Regions from separate parts of the Mus musculus genome. Here region 1 is linked to region 2. A link is a contact called in public promoter capture Hi-C data. All regions are on one chromosome and are shown on one strand. The core of a region is the stretch at or near the end of the contact, and the rest is flanking DNA. Distances in the headings are between cores, read along the strand shown. Region 1 overlaps Slc49a4 (solute carrier family 49 member 4). Region 2 holds the start of Pdia5 (protein disulfide isomerase associated 5).

Region 1 (3,503 bases), core at 97-2,596, 210 kb after region 2:
TGCACAGCACTTCCACACAAGCTCTATGCACCACGTCAACCCTGCACAGCACTTCCACACAAGCTCTATGCACCACGTCAACCCTGCACAGCACTTCCACACAAGCTCTATGCACCACGCCAACCCTGCACAGCACTTCCACACAAGCTCTATGCACCACGCCAACCCTGCACAGCACTTCCACACAAGCTCTATGCACCACGCCAACCCTGCACAGCACTTCCACACAAGCTCTATGCACCACGCCAACCCTGCACAGCACTTCCACACAAGCTCTATGCACCACGCCAACCCTGCACAGCACTTCCACACAGGCCCTGTGCACCATGCCAACCCTGCACAGCACCTCTGCACTGGCCCTGTGCACCATGCCAACCCTGCACAGCACCTCTGCACTGGCCCTGTGCACCATGCCAACCCTGCACAGCACCTCTGCACTGGCCCTGTGCACCATGCCAACCCTGCACAGCACCTCTGCACTGTTGGTTCATCTTCTGTCCTTCTCCCAGAAGCTGCTAACCTCTTCCCTTTTCTTTCTCAATGTCACCATGCTTACAGTTTGATCATCTACAAGCATCATCTCCAGAACCTCCAGCGCCAACCAGCGTTCAACAAAACTATCTCTGTTCTCCCAGTGAGCATCCAGGGGGCACCCCAGATCCTGCCAATGGCCTGTTCCCTGCACTCTACAGGGAGTACCACCAACCTCCCAGACATACCCCGTCCCAATCTAACACCACAGCACTCTCCTTCTTAGGTGTAACATCCCTGGTCCACACCTGCTGATCCTTCCCATTAGTGATGCTTTCCGCCTCAGCCAGGTCCCTGGATCTTCTGAATGACACTATAGACTCAAATTCTGACAGCCACTTCAAAATCTTTATGCATTTAGACAAAACTCGCTGCTGCACTTAGACCAAATACAGCACAAAAGACAAACTTCAGAATATAAATCGGATTGCATTTGAGAGCACATGGAGGATGGCAGCCTCCCCCCACTGCTTTTTTCTGTGATGTTTTTAGAATAAGGCATCACTGCACTGTCACAGTTCATCAAGGGTCTCAGAGGAACAGTCCCCTCACAGTAGGGAACAAGCACCGTTCTCTTTAGAAGCTGACCTTGCAAACCCCAGGTCAGAAAAATACTACAGAATCTCTGATTCGGTTTCATGTAATGCCCAACTGAAAGGCTCTGTGGCCCAGAGCTCCACATACGCCGGTGGCCTCACGCTGGAGGCAACCACGGGGGGAAGCCATCCTCAGGCAAGGCACTGAGTGTACATGCTCATGTCGGGGAGTTGCACAGCTTTGAAAAATTATCCGACGCAGGCACCACACAGCTTGGTGTGGGCGGGAAAGAACCTTGTCAAGGAAGCGGAGGACTTTCTGAGAGGAGAGCTAAACTCAGCTCACTGTGATCAAAGCCAGGTTGTAGGCACACACGGGACACACGTCTGTCATTGTCACTTAGGAGAGCAAGGTGGGAGGCTGGCTAGGGCCCTGGAGTCTGAGACAAGCCTGGTGAATACAGTGAGCCTAAATCTCAAACCAACTAACCAACCAACCAACCAAACCAATTCCAGGCTTTCTTAAAAACCAATAAAGTAGGACTTTGAAGAGAGCAATAATAAATAGCTGAACCTCACATCTACTCCATAGGCAAGTATTCATCTTAAAGTTGCTGAATTACGCTGCTTCCACACTGGCTTTATGGAAGATCACTGAGTTCATTGTATAAAATATTTAGGACTCTGGGCTGCAGGACTAGGAGACATTTGAGGAAATCACTTTACAAAGTTTTTAGATTTGCAGTTTATCCTAAAGTCCTAAAGCCTGTGGCACTTTGCTGCAGGATTTGTAGGGCCAGGACAGCTAACCTCGGATGGAGGGATTTCAACTCGGGTCACACTGCTAAGCAAGCTGTGTCCATGGTCTTGACATATTCACAGGGCTCACTTCTCTACAAGAGAAGCCTGCTCATTTACACCATAGCATCAATGAGTTAACTACCAAGAAGGAACAAAACACGCCTCCAGAGCGTGTGCACTGTGCTCCCTCACATACCTACCCGCACATCCACTACCCACATGCGGGCATTTACTGAAAGTTCTCTGTCTGCAAATCATCTTGGTGGACTAAATTAATTATTACTGCACGTTTCATTTGCTCACAGCAGCCAAGAGGTTAGGCAGGAACCCTATACCAGCTGTTCACATATGAGTAAGAACACATGATTAGAATTCGGCTAATAAGAGGACCGTGTTCTCCTCTCAGCCAGAACAATTCTTGTTGTAACCAGGGCAGGTAAGAGATAGGAGAAACGGTGCTTGGTACTTTTCTGGCCACTATGCATGAGTCCCAGCTACAGCACAACAGGTGTCAATCTCTGATGAATCTACCACTGGCTGTTGCTGGCAGCTGGGCAGTGGTGGTGCTCGCCTTTGATCCCAGCACTCAGGAGGCAGAGGCAGGCAGATCTCTGAATCTGAGGCCAGGCTGGTCTACAGAGTGAGTTCCAGGACAGCCAGGGCTACATGGAGAAACCCTGACTCAACAATCCCCCAAGCCCCTCCTCCCCAACAAAACAAAACAAAACAAAACAAAACAAAACCCTGCTGCTGGACCTAGAGGAGCAGCGGATACCAAATACCCAGTGTTCTTCTGCAGTAAGACAGTATGGAAACGTGGCCTGAGTCTTCCATGGCCATGTGTGGTGCTGAACCTTTGAGAGGTGAGCTCCTGTGGGAAACTCTGACTGCCCCTCCCTAGTCTTCGTCATCTTGCCCTGTGATCTTTCTCGCCATGCCCTAAGAGATCTTCATCAGAGCTGGTACATCATCATGCAAGGACCGTCTAAAACAGTGAGTGAAACTAAACTCTCCTTAACAAAGAGTCCAACGGGTGTGTGTGTGTGTGTGTGTGTGTGTGTGTGTGTAACTGAGTAGGACGCAGTTCTAGAGTGCTGCGGTTATGGTGCCTTCCTGCTTTACACTGATCAATAATGTTATACCTAGAGCCAAGGAAAGAGAGTCATCGGGGAATAACATTATCCAACATCAGCTGCTGCGTTTAAATACTGTGAGGAAAGAAAGTATTTCTAGTTCACAGGAAAAAACCGTGTTCTGCATGGCTGCACAGACATTTAGTAAACCTGGGCCCATCAGCTGAAAAATTGTTTCTGTCGTGCTAGGGACACACACTAGTTCTGAAGCTTTGCCATGCAAAGGCGACAGACCCTCAATTTCCACTTCGACACAACTGAAGTGAATTAAAGCTGTAACACAGCAGATGCGAGGCTCTGTGTAGAAGGCAGATGTCCTCTCCCTAACAGGTGGTGTTTTCCGTACTGGAAGCAGAAGAGAAGAGGCAGTGACTGCACCAGTGCTCCTCCCTTGGTGGCCCGCTAAGCCCGCACCTGGTGTAGTGGAACCAAAGCCTTACCTGCAGCCCCGACTGACAGGGGCCATCTTGTTTGCTGTTAATCATGTTATAAAAATCCCTGT
Region 2 (3,639 bases), core at 132-2,631:
GTGGTTGATAAATGTTTACAGAGTAAAAGGTCAGTCCCCTGGGCTCTTGTTTTTACTGAAGGGAGGGAAAAAGGAAGAAAGCAAAACCCTCCTCCCTCAGAGTTCAAGGACTGACATCCTGATGGGAGTCAGCCCAACTGGCTCCAGGAAACTTATGTCAAACATCATGGCACACCACCAGCACCCCAAAGCTTCGCGGTAACCTACTAGATCTCTCCTAGACGGAGGATGCAGAACTGGGAACAGGGAGCTTCCTTTGACACCTTCTTCCACATAACAGAAAACTCGATGTCACTCCTTTAACTGGTGATCCCAAAGGACAGGGCACTGCGGAGTTCAAGCGTTTAGATCTAATCACCCCTCCCTTTCCACCACACCCCCCCCCATCTGCCCAGCATCCTTGCCACACCCAAAGGGAAAACAGTGGAGTGGTAGGGGCAAGTAAGTCTTCCGAACTTGGTGATAGTGGCGGTGGCCATAAGGAGATGGACCCAACACAAGGGAGACAAGAAGTTACGAGAGAGATGTGGAAGAAGGCAACTACATCCTGTCACACACCCACAACCACACCTCAGCCCCAGGGGCAAACCCGTCCCCAGTCCCCACTTCTTCTCGGGGGATGCTTGTTCGGGAAAGTCCTCCCATCCCCACATAGTCTGCACCACGGTTCACCCCTCCTCCACTTCTGTATCACTCCGGTATCATTTTGCAGTCTCCGGAGCTGGTTCCACCGACTCCTCAGCCGACCCGTCTGACAACCTCCTTAGCGGGTATCTTTACGGTTTCCCATCTCATAGAAGGAACGCAGACACGTTTACAGATCCAGGGCGCCACACACACAGCTCGAAAGTGGCCGGGGCTGGAGCCGGCATCACCGTGGGAGCAGAACTCTTGGAGGTGGTGACCCCACCCAACCCGTCACGCGCCCTTTCTCCGGGGGTCCAACCCACGAGCAAGTGTTCCTGCTGCGCAAGTGGAAGGCAGCCTCCACCCCACACTCACACAGGTGCAAGCACCGCCCGGGGAGTCCTGCTTAGGCTAAGGACATCCCAGACCTGCGTCCCCGCAAAGTTGTGCGGGAGCGCGAACCCGGAGAGAGGGATCACCCGGCCCGGCCCCAGTGGAGAGCAGAGGACCAAAGACCCTATTGCCACCCGGCGAGCACGCCCCCAACCAACCCGGACCGCGCGCTCCCACGGCCATGCGGGACGCACGTGTCGCCGGCCCACAGCCTCACCCCAATCGCCAGTAGCAGCCCCCACGCCCGCGCCATCCCCGCCGCCTCCTGCCGTCTGCACCCGGCTCCCGCGCACGCCTGCCAGCTCCACCTCGGCCAACAGCTACGGCCACTTCACAGCCGCTCCCCGCCTCCGAGTTCCCGGTGCCACGTCTGCCAAAGCATGCGCACCAGGCTAGGAGAGGCGGCCCGGGAAGGAGCCTGCCGGGAGTTGTAGTTCACGAGAAGCTCGGGATGCCTCTGCCTCGGACTTTGCCTGAGGACGCAGAGTAGCAGCTGTGAGGATGGGGGGCAGGGAGGCTGGGGAGTAGGGACAGTTGTTCACTAAGGAGCCTTGCTCTGTGCCCGCAGAATCAGAACCAACAACTCACTCTGCCCCCAGAAGTTAGTTTCCCCACCCCGAGGATTAGCAGGCAACCCAGAGAATTCCAGTCATTTGACTGTAGGTACTAATTGTAAAGTCTATGATGGCCTGTGGAGGATGGAAAATGCCATCTGCTCCCGAGGCTTTTTTTTTCCCCTTGACAAAACATTATTGAGGTGTCGGGAAAACAATTTAGAGAGCCCAAAAAATATTAAGTATAGATCACCACACTATCCCCTTACTCCTTAACCATATACTCAAAAGAATCGAAAAGTGTGTTCAAGTAGTACTAGCACACCAATGTTCCTAGCAGCGCTGTTTATGATAGTCAAAGAAGAAAGAAAGGAAGAAAGAAAGAAAGAAAGAAAGAAAGAAAGAAAGAGTGAGTCTAAATATCCTCAAAAGACAAATACAGAAAATGTGATATACACCGGTACAACGGAATACTATTCATCCAATAAAAAGAAATTCACACAACCATGTTAACAAATATCAAAAATATATGATGCTGATTCTTAAAAAGCCAAATGCAAAATGTTGTATATTGTATGATTGCATTTATATAAAATATACAAAAATTGGAAAAAATGGTTTTGGTTTTGTTTTTTTTTTTTTGGTTTGTTTGTTTGCATTTTGTGTAAACAGATTACTCTGACCTGGGGAATGGAGGAAAGGAATTTCAGTTCAGAAATCCATTGATGAGGATGAAAATCTTTCAGAGCTAGATAAAAGGGGAAGCAGCACAGCATTATGAATGTATTAAATGCCACCAAACTGTATCATTTAAATAGTTAATTGATGTTAAATGAATGCTAATTACCTGAACAAAAAATGTAAAATGGGAGCTGGACAATGGGTACATTATTTAGGAGCACTTGCTGCTGTTGGCTCCCACATAGCAACTAACAACCATCCTGTAACCCCAATTCCAGGGTATCTGATCTCCAAGGGCACAAGATATGATTGTGGTACTCCTACATATGGGTAGGGTGGTGCACGCCTTTAATCCCAGCACTCGGGAGGTAGAGGCAGGCGGATTTCTGAGTTCGAGACCAGCCTGGTCTATAAAGTGAGTTCCAGGACAGCCAGGGCTATACAGAGAAACCCTGACTCGAAAAACCCAAAAAACAAACAAACAAAAACCAACAACAAAAAAAAAAAAAAAAAACACCCATAGACATAAGACAGGTCTTTTATGTACAACAAAACAAAAAATCCTCTTTTGAATCCTCTTTGTCACGCGCACCATCAGCTTGTCACTTCATTTAGGAATGTTTGTTGGACAACTACTCCGTCATAAGGATGCAAATGGAGAATAATAAAATGGACAGAGGAAGTGCACATTGAGGAGTTGGGAGATATTCCCTGAATAAACGTTGCCAGCTGTCTAAAGCCTCTCTCATCCCCCAGTTTCCAGGTGTCTACTCCTTACCTTTAGTGCATACCCATTGTTAGTCTTTAGCTGTCTTGCCTTCCAGAAACACTGTGTGTAAACAAACACACAAGCCTACATCACTTTGTGTCAGGAGTGCTCACAGCATCACAGTAGCAACCATCACATTGTACATGGGAGCTAACTGCCACATTGTAGCAACCATCTCATTGTTTCATCAATGTTATTCAGGAAATTGTTGCATGTGCTGCTTTGGGGTAAGTCCCCAGAGATAGGGCTGTGTCCTAAGTCACTTGCTTTTATTGATTATGAAGATGACTTGGGTAATTAGCCCAACAGAGAGTTGCATCTTAAGTAGAGACTGCTGATGTAGTCCTTAGGCCAGCTGAAATGGAACTTGTGGAGGTGGAAGACTATGCAGAATAACCTGACCCAGGAACAATTGCTGCTCCTGACCTGCAGGCTCCAAGTTCCGTCTCTCGGTCAGGCTAAAGTCTCAAGGCCATACACACCTAGCTGTCATTCTTGGCTCACCCCTTCTCAAGAGACCCATCTAAGTCCTTACTGTGTTCTGTTAATTCTACTTCCAAAATACAGGCATTCTGTCACACCTGCTGTCACTAGTGTGCCCCACTTGGTGAAGGT

Evidence for each region. Promoter capture Hi-C pulls out the DNA fragments that hold promoters and counts their contacts.
Region 1: a promoter capture Hi-C map of hippocampal neurons shows a contact between it and region 2, with 2.9 times the contacts expected there. The contact joins the enhancer-like site here to the promoter of Pdia5 in region 2. A contact is called at or near these places in 5 of 39 promoter capture datasets (3T3-L1-derived adipocytes, embryonic stem cells, hippocampal neurons and 2 more), 1 of 484 Hi-C or Micro-C datasets (the G1E-ER4 cell line), 5 of 115 datasets of contacts at active chromatin or transcription factors (all in embryonic stem cells) and 2 of 9 other capture datasets (adipose tissue and embryonic stem cells).

The regions. Positions count from the first base shown.
Region 1 is chr16:35,700,640-35,704,142 of GRCm38.p6, forward strand. All of the region lies in intron 8 of Slc49a4 (solute carrier family 49 member 4), which reads right to left. Among named protein-coding and RNA genes, the nearest start is that of Gm25967, 20 kb to the right of the region's middle. Within about 2 kb of position 1,347, at least 7 of the 459 cell types and tissues checked have an H3K27ac peak or open chromatin away from gene starts, as enhancers often do. A contact at or near this core is called in hippocampal neurons, where this site is marked.
Region 2 is chr16:35,489,492-35,493,130 of GRCm38.p6, forward strand. Pdia5 (protein disulfide isomerase associated 5) reads right to left here and starts at 1,382. Exons shown (of 17, transcript NM_028295.1): 1 at 1,238-1,382. The coding sequence starts at 1,273.